Regions from separate parts of the Mus musculus genome. Here region 2 is linked to region 1. A link is a contact called in public HiChIP or PLAC-seq data. All regions are on one chromosome and are shown on one strand. Each heading gives the region's core, a stretch centred on a gene start, on an enhancer-like site or on the middle of the called end of the contact. The rest is flanking DNA. Distances are from core to core; before and after follow the strand shown. Region 1 overlaps Gm13067 (a long non-coding RNA gene). Region 2 overlaps Gm42354 (a long non-coding RNA gene).

What was found. HiChIP or PLAC-seq counts read pairs in DNA pulled down with a chosen protein or histone mark.
Region 2: a contact with region 1 is called in an H3K4me3 HiChIP or PLAC-seq map of embryonic stem cells, with 21 read pairs. The contact joins two enhancer-like sites. A contact is called at or near these places in 3 of 39 promoter capture datasets (the C10 cell line, cranial neural crest and pre-B cells), 1 of 484 Hi-C or Micro-C datasets (bone marrow-derived macrophages), 14 of 115 datasets of contacts at active chromatin or transcription factors (bone marrow-derived macrophages, double positive thymocytes, embryonic basal ganglia and 8 more) and 1 of 9 other capture datasets (embryonic stem cells).

Annotation. Positions count from the first base shown.
Region 1 is chr4:150,047,617-150,051,844 of GRCm38.p6, reverse strand. It overlaps Gm13067 (a long non-coding RNA gene), which reads right to left. Exons shown (of 7, transcript XR_390962.2): 6 at 2,580-4,166. Among named protein-coding and RNA genes, the nearest start is that of Mir34a, 19 kb to the left of the region's middle. Within about 2 kb of position 2,539, at least 187 of the 459 cell types and tissues checked have an H3K27ac peak or open chromatin away from gene starts, as enhancers often do. A contact at or near this core is called in embryonic stem cells, where this site is marked.
Region 2 is chr4:149,797,844-149,802,071 of GRCm38.p6, reverse strand. Gm42354 (a long non-coding RNA gene) reads right to left here. Exons shown (of 3, transcript XR_881588.1): 2 at 1,599-1,760; 3 at 1-341. Among named protein-coding and RNA genes, the nearest start is that of Gm42354, 9.3 kb to the right of the region's middle. Within about 2 kb of position 1,816, at least 26 of the 459 cell types and tissues checked have an H3K27ac peak or open chromatin away from gene starts, as enhancers often do. A contact at or near this core is called in embryonic stem cells, where this site is marked.

The sequences.
Region 1 (4,228 bases), core at 1,290-3,789:
ATTGGCTGGTCTGCTAAACCCTTGAGCCTGCAGGGCTGAGCTGTGCTCTCTGGGAAGAGTGGGTCTTCTGGCCACAAGGTTGCAGTCTAATCTCTTTTATCTTTCCTTCCAATACTTGTTACTGAGTGTCCTGCAAACTCCGCCCCCACCCGCCAGCCTCTCAGCTTCCTTGATATTTCTCAAATACATCAAACACAGGCGTTTGCAAGTGCTAGCCCTTCTGTCTACAGAGCGCCCACCTTCCCCTGTCAGACTCACCCTCAGTGACTCTCTGCACACAACAACTGGTGAAGGAGTGAGCCTGCCTGCCTATTTTCACGTCCATCTCCCGGATCTCTTGAAGTCAGGGGTCATGTGTCCTACAACCACAGCAGCCTCTTTCCGCCCTGGCACCCTGCTCTGCTGTCTAGGCCAATTACCAGTGGCAACAGTAGTACAGAACACTGGGAGGCTAGTCCTGGATGCTATGAGCAGTCAATCCGGGGGCTTGTCTAGCTTTAGCTGGTGATGTGTACCAAGGATTCAGGGTGAGAAGCAAAAATGTCCCTGTGGCTGCCAAGTCTGTTAGTCAAGGATCCTTGAGACTTTAGAAGAAAGCCAGATTGGCAGAGCAAGGGAGAGAGCCCACTGGTCTGAAGGCTGGTGTTGCTCAGGGGAATGGCCCATTACTAACATACTTAGCATCTGATGTCAGTGGGTCCCGGGGTACCAGTTGATCCTGTCTCAAACAGCTCAGATGAACCTTCAAGGTTAATATTTAAATGTACACGTTTCCCTCTTTCCCTACCATGGCCACGCTGGCCATTACTGCGTAGTACTGTAGCTCAAAGAACAGCCATTTGTCCCCGAGTTCTCTCGGAACGGCAGACAGAGGCAGGACTGGCCACACATAACACTGTGCCACTTTGTCCCTGGATGTGACATTTTATACAAGAGGCCCAGTCATGTCTAGATGCACCAGCCCAAGCATTGACTGTCAAGAGGCCACAGGTCCCAGGTCTCTGTAGAGCCCTGCCAGGCATGGGGTGGGGAAGGGGAATGGCAGTATGTGTCCTGTGGGTGCTGCTAGATGATCACCTAGTGCTCCATAGCTGGATATCAGGGGGCTTAGAGGCCACTCAGGATGAATCCCTCCTTCATGTTTTGCTAATAAATGGAAACGTTCAAATTGCCTCCTTAATATTTAAAATACCATCCAAAAGAATGGAGGGATCTTGGCTTTGTTGAGGCTCGTTAAGGGAAGACTAATTCCTCCCAGTTGAAAGAACAGAATGTAAATTCCACCTCTGGCCAGGAGTGGAGATCTGACATCCTAAGCTACCCCCAAACATCACATACTATCTTCTCCTCCTTTTAAGCTTTAATCCAGTGGGGCCTGCCAATCACCCAGCCAGAAGTCTACCCCTGCCCCTCCCACATCCAGGAAACTGGATTCTCCTGAAGACAGGCCAAGAAGAAAGAGAAATAATTATCCCCTTGATGAAAGGATGCCCTCGTCCTTCCTGGAAACACCTCCCTCCAAGCAGCCAGAGAGAGCGAGCGAGCTTCCTCCATCTCACAAGGCTTCTGAGCATGGATGGCCCTGCAGGCTCTGCCTGCTCTGCTTTCTGAGTCCCAACTCACACCTCCTCTTTCTTGGTCACCTTTTCTCTTGGTTACTGACTGCGGCTCAAGCCTGCTTTCTGGCACCCTGGGCCTTCTTGCACTCTTTCTCTGAAATCTTCCACCCCTGCCACACAGCTGCTTGCCCACCTCCATTGCAAAAGGCATGGCTTTCTCTTCTTCTCTCCCGTGTCCTCTTCCCAGGGCCCTCGGCAACACGTGCTGCTTGCCTGACACGTTGTTTTCTCTCACATCCTAATAAACTTGTCCTTGAGCTGCCTTGGGGGGGGGGGGGGGGGGACGGGACGGGACTCGGACGGACCTGGGTTGGCCCCTGCTACACGGAGTACAATAAAGCTTTCAGGCTAGGCAGAGCCCCTGCCAGCAGGGGCACTCTCACCCACCCCGGGGGAAACCCCTCTGCTTCAACGTTAGAATAGGAATCTATGTGCAGGAGGCTGAGGCGGGAAATGCCTTGAGCTCAAGACTAGCTTGGGCTACACACTACATTGTCACACACACACACACACACACACACACACACACACACACACACACTTTCAGAACACAGCTTTAGTGACCCAAGCACTTTTTTTTCCTGCCTAATAAATTTCTCAGTACAAGTCTGGGTGGCAGGGTCAGTGCCCCCATTTATGGGTGGGAAAGAGGACCTGGGAGTCGTCAGCTTTAGCCCAACTCCCAGATTGGTGAGCACAGCCCAAAGGCGTCAGAGCCTTCTTCACGCCCAACAAAGATCAAAGAAGAAAAAAATCGGCCCAAGCAAAACTCCCCCAAAGGAACCCTTTCTCTCCAGAGATGATGATATCAAAGGACATTTTGTTACTTCTTGGAAATTCTTCGCCTTCCCAGGGCTGCACAACCCAGCAGTTCTCTGTAATTACCACTCAAGTACTCGGCCTAGTTCCCGACTCCTTCGCACACTTTCCCACAGACAAGCACACCGGCTCAGTGTTTACCTGGGCTCCACGGCGAGCAGGTGCGCAGACCCCGGGCCCCAGTAGCCCCCGGCCGTGGCTTCCAGGTTCTGGCAACGTCTCCCAAAGCCCCCAATCTGTGCAGTTACCGAGGGGAGCAGCCCTTCTCTGAACAAGTCCAGGCAAGCCCAGGCACAGCCCCTGCTCGATCCTCCTCCAGGCTGCCGGGATGGAAGCCGCGTCTTTCCAGCCAGGCTTCGCCGGAGTTGGAATCGCTTTAAATGGTCGGTATGGCCACATCTCTGTCACCTGGGAAGAAAAAGTGGGTCAAGGTGGGCGAAAGGCCGGGCGCGTGAGGGCGGTGCCAGCGAGCACTGCGGACGCCCGGGTCACGCTGGTCTATGCGTTGGCCAGGCGGGGAATAGGGAGGGGTAGGGGGAGGTGGCCGGACACCGTAAGGGCACCGAGCAGCCAGGCCGGGGTCCTATCGCGCAGGTTGCAGACATTGGGTCCCGCACCTCCGCCTCTGCTCTGCCCGGGTCCGCTCTTCCCCCAGCGAGAGCTCAGAGTTTGCGCAGCGTCCCTTGTCTCGCTCGCTGCCTAGTTTCAGGGCGCACCACCCTAAGGCTGATGCATGCACCCCGGGCCATCGCGATTCTTCCGGGTACCCCCTCGCCTCTCCGCAATGAGACCGAAACCTGAGTGGGCCTATAACAAGCAAATAGAAACCACAGGGACACGCAACACGCTACTCAGCCCGCAGGATAGCGCCCTAGGGAGAGGTCAGAAAAGTTCCACGTCCAGATCACTTAAATATGGAAGCGTCTTCTCTGAGCCATTGCCACCTCAGAGTGTTTCGGGTGTCCCTCGTAGCCCCAGGTTTTCATGCCAGGAACAAGCACCCTGCCGTGGCCCTGTGTCCTTTCTCCAACTCACCGTGTCTCCAAGTTGTGGCGCTGCGGGATTTTGTGTCGACCCAGCTCCGTAGGTCTTAAAACTCGGTGAGCCGGTCCCAGGAGTGAGGGAGACTTGCTGGGCGCATGGCGCTCTTGAGCCGGGAGCGCAGGGCAAGAGACCTCGAGTGGGGCAGGGCTTTTGTACAAACTTAGACTGAAGTACCGAGCAGAGAGCTGCAGGGAGGAGCCTGGGCAGCGAGCCAGGCACGCGCCTCCCATTTCTCACGCTTTCTTCTCTATCCAGGGCAGCCGGCACAGGACCCCCTTGTGGGTTAGTAGAGAGGCTCGGTGTGCACAGCCCTGAAGACCACCTTGCCCTGTGGGAAAGGGGACTCCACCTATGATTATGTCCCCTGCTAGTATGGATCTCCGGCTCAGCCAGGATGCTCCAGAGACAAACTGCCCTCGGCTCCATTGTGACACAGGCTCTATGTCTCCGTCCTGGGTGGTTAGTTATATGTCAGAAATCCCTTCATCAGCTGCAAACTCACACCCGTGCACGTCATCTCCAGTCCTCCACGCGCTTGGAATTCACACTTCAGCAGGGTCCCCGTGAGAGTGAGCGCCAAGCACAGCCGTGAGACTGAAGCGGTCCTGGGTCACCAGAGCAAAATTCTCTGCATCAAGAGGGAGAGACTCGATTCCTCCAACACGGAAGGGAAAGGGAGTTCTTCTGAGGAAGAGAGAGGCAAACACTGGCCCAGCATGCAAGGACCCTTGGGCAGTGGCCTCACC
Region 2 (4,228 bases), core at 567-3,066, 250 kb after region 1:
ATGCTTTTAATTTCAAATCCCACTTGTCTGATACATGCATTAGGAAGGTAATGACTTTATCTACGCGTGCTTGCAGGGAGCCAAGCCAATCCAAGACTTCCTTGGAAGCCCGCATGACAAGACAAGGGGAGCATCTCTTCCTTGGCCTTACCAGGAACGGATTTGGTGAGGCCTGCAACCTGCTGCAGCCAATGCCTCAGGGGAGTCAAGGTTGTCATGGTTTCTGGGGTCTGGACTCTTCCCCCTGGGAGGTAGTTATCCGTCCTTGGGCAGCTGTGTCTGAGGCATCCTGTGTTCTCTTTGCCAAGACTGTCTGACCTGTAGCTTGGCCGTTCTCCCCCCTGTAAGTAGTATATAAGATGTTATACTTAATCCTCCTGACCCCAGGTATTGCCTTTGTGTCTTCTCTGCTTCTTAACCTGATCCTCACACACAGCACCTCATTCGGGACCCTTATTTCTGCCGGTTTCAGGTCAAATGTTTGTCTTATAACCTTTCTATGCTCACTGTATTCAGTTTTTTGCTAGTTATAGGAACTGGAGGAGGAGGAGGATGAGGAAGAGGAAGAGGAAGAGGAGGAGGAGGAAGAGGAGGAGGAGGAAGAGGAGGAGGGGGAGGGAGGGGGAGGGGGGAGGAAGAGGAGGAAGAAGAGGAGGGGGGGAATCTTTTATGCTATTCCCTTTCTTGTCTTATTGCATTGGTTGAAACTTCCCGTACGGTGTCAGACAGTAGTGATGAGCTGGCCTTGTGCCTGCTGTCTGCAGGAGAGCCACCAGCTTCTCGTCTTCCACTCTGGGATCGGCCATGCTCTGTGGATTTTTATTATGATGTTGAAGTTCCTTTCCATCTCTTAGTTGCTGAGCATTTTACCCCATGTAGTTTGTGTTTTTGCCACATGGTGTTTTGGTTTGGGTTTTCTGTCTGTTTGTTCTTTGTTTTTGTTTTTTTTTTTTATTTGTGGTTTGGTTTTTGGTTTTTTATTATTGTTTTGTTTTGTCTTTTTCTTTCTTCAGTCTCTTCAAACAGTGAATTTTATTAATTGGCTTTCTAATACTGAGCCAGCCTTACATGCCTAGTAAACTCCCTCTTAGTTGTGGTGCTGGGTCCCTTTGCTGACACTCCTAGCCTATAATGACTTTCTAGCCTTGGGCTGAGCCTGTGACTGGAAGGATCGCCTTTTTCCCTCCACAGGCCTGTTTTCATTATTTCATTAAAGCCTAAGCCACAATGCACTGCTCTGCTGTACCTGGGCCTTGTCCCTGACTCTGCCAGCTTGAACCAGCTTGAACCAGGGCAGGTCTAATCTTCCTACTGAATCCATACCCCATACACTGTGCAATCTGGGTGCATTCCGGGCTCCATAGCAGAGCCCCCACCTCCACCCACACCCACACCTCCACCCACACACAGCCTCCTCAGAGCTTCTTATTGTTTTGTTTTTGTTTTATGAATACACACTAGCTCTCTTCAGACACACCAGAAGAGGGCATCAGATACCATTACAGATGGTTGTAGCTGGGATTTGAACTCAGGACCTCTGGAGCTCTTAACCGCTGAGCCATCTCTCCAGCCCCCCCCCCCCCTTCACGGCTTCTTACCTCTCTCTAACTCTGAGCTCTTTGAGCTCTGCTACAACCCAGAGACCACAGCAAGCGGCCTCCACAGCGCACACATTTCCTGGGAAACTGGGCTGATCCTTCATCCTGCTTCTGGGAATACAAAAAAGTAAACCAGATCCAGCCAGCCACTGTCCTCAGACCCTGCAGTGTTGTGGAAAGAGATATGAATGAGTCACAGAGGAGTCAAGGTCAGATCCGAGAGGCAGGGAAGTACAGCAGCCAATCCCAGCGCCCTTTAGCGGCTATCCTGTGCGGCTACCCAGGATGCTGCTTGCAGCTTCGATGACCTCTCCCTGGCTCCGGCGCTGATGCCAGTCAGAGCTTCCCCGCTTTCCCTTCCTTTCCATTGTAAACACATCAACGGCTGACCACTGCCCGAGACCAGTCATCACTATTCAGTTTAAAAACCCCCTGAGAGACCATGGAACCGGCTCCGTCAATGCAGCGCCTGCGGCCCAGCACGAGGACTTGCGTTCTGATGACCAATGTCCTTGTGAACACATCGGTCATGTGATGCACATCTAGAGTCCCAGGACTGCCAGAGGTCTGGTACCCGTGGACTTCTGGAACTCACTGGCAAGTCAGCCTAACAAAGTTACTAAACTTCCATGAGAGAATCTGTCTCAAAAATATGAAGACTGAGTGAAAAAAAAAAAAAACATGTACTCTTAATTTCTGCCTTCTACACACACAAACACACACACACACACTTCCCTCTGAGGCTAAGGAAAGACAGCTGCACCTGGCCCAGCCAGCTCTCCTCAGAGCTGAGAGGTCAAAAGTCTGACATTTTTTGGACCCCACACAAAAAAATTAATTCCTAGACTGGAGAGAGACTCAGCAGTTAGAACACATGGTAGGTTTACTGTTTGGTTCCCAGCACCTATAGGAATGACTCATGACCACCCGTAATGCCAGCTCTGAGAAATCTGCCCTCTTCTGGCCTCTAAGTTACCTGCATTGTGCTTTTGTGCGTGCATGCACCCCACACCCCCACACCCACCCATGCACTCAAAAATTTAAAAATAATAAATATTTTTAAAAGTTTCAACTGTATTATAAAGTCTGCCTGGGTGGTCTTTATGAAAAATAGTTCGTGATTTCTTTTGTAGAAGAGCCCCCACCCCCACCCCCCACCCGTAAATGGGAAAATCCTGGCACCATCTTGAGACGGTGCTGAAAGGCGCTTTCTCTGAGGACTTCCTTCTGACTTGTAAATTAAGAACAAAGCTCCATTCTGCCCCTGTCTAAAGAAGGACACAGTTAGGGGCAGATGTTTTAAGGGTCATCCCCCACACCATGAGCCCACGTTTGATACTCATGGTCGATATATTTGTCCCAAGGGATAGTGGGATAAAAGTCAGGCAGTGGTAAACAGATGCTGACCCATTCATTGTTTGAGCTGGGATTTGTTCAAGTGCAGATTCTCACTGAGGGGAAAGGGGCGTGGAGAGAAAAATCAGAGCATGAGACAAACAAGTCCTACCCCTGCTCAGACTCACTAACAACTAGACCTGTTGCCTAGAGTGCGTGACTGCAACAGGAACCACCCACCAACAAGAGTCCAGTGCCTCCCCCACCCCCAAGGGACTGATGGCTCCCAGGCTAGCTGGGAGGAAGGCTGGGAGCAGAGAGAGGCAGCCCCATGTGACTTCCCGGGAGCCTGTTTGTTTATTCTGGTGAGACAGGCAGACAAACTCCCAGCTGGCCTGGGAACTGTCACAAAGCTACAGTTACTTGCCTCTGACCCCTGAACTCCAGACCTGCATCTCTCTTTTCCTTTGTCATTTACCATTGTTGCTGTTGGCTTTTTGAGATGGGATCTCTCACTCACATGCAGATGGTCCCTTGTTGAAAGGAGCATGTGAGAGAAGAAGAGACAGCCGCCTAGAGCGTAAGACAGTCTATGACCTCCCAACATTACCACAGAGGACCAAAATTCCAACCACTGAGGGACACGCTCATGGCAGGGACCAGTTAACAGATGAGTTGAGGGTCACTAAATCTAGTTCTTTCCACACCCACTGGTGACAGTGAGAAGATGATACCAGGGAAGGTGCCATGCCTCACTGTGGAGGCTGCTCTACCTCAGGAGCTGTGTGGCACTTGCCTCAGATGGGCTCTGATGCTGCCAGGCTGGCTGCTTGGATCCTGTTCCTAACTCTGTAGCCGCAATAGTGTCTTCATCTGGCTGAGCCAGAGCCCTGCAGTGCTTGCTTGCAAAATTCTCTCTCTCTCTCTCTCCCTCTTTCCCTCTCCCTCTTTCCCTCTCCCTCTCCCTCTTTCCCTCTCCCTCTCCCTCTCCCTCTCCCTCTCCCTCTCCCTCTCCCTCTCCCTCTCCCTCTCCCTCTCCCTCTCCCTCTCCCTCTCCCTCTCCCTCTCCCTCTCCCTCTCCCTCTCTCTCTCCTCTGTTTGTGTGTGTGTGTGTTAGGTGGTAGGTGTCTTCCTCTCACTGTCTTCTCCTTTGAACCTAGAGCTTACCATTCATCTAGACACCATGGCCAGAAAGTTCTGCGATTGGCCTATCTCTGCCCCCCTAATCCCCAACACCCTCCTCCCAACCCAATGCAAGGATTATAGACAGGGACCATCATGCCCGGCTTTCGCAT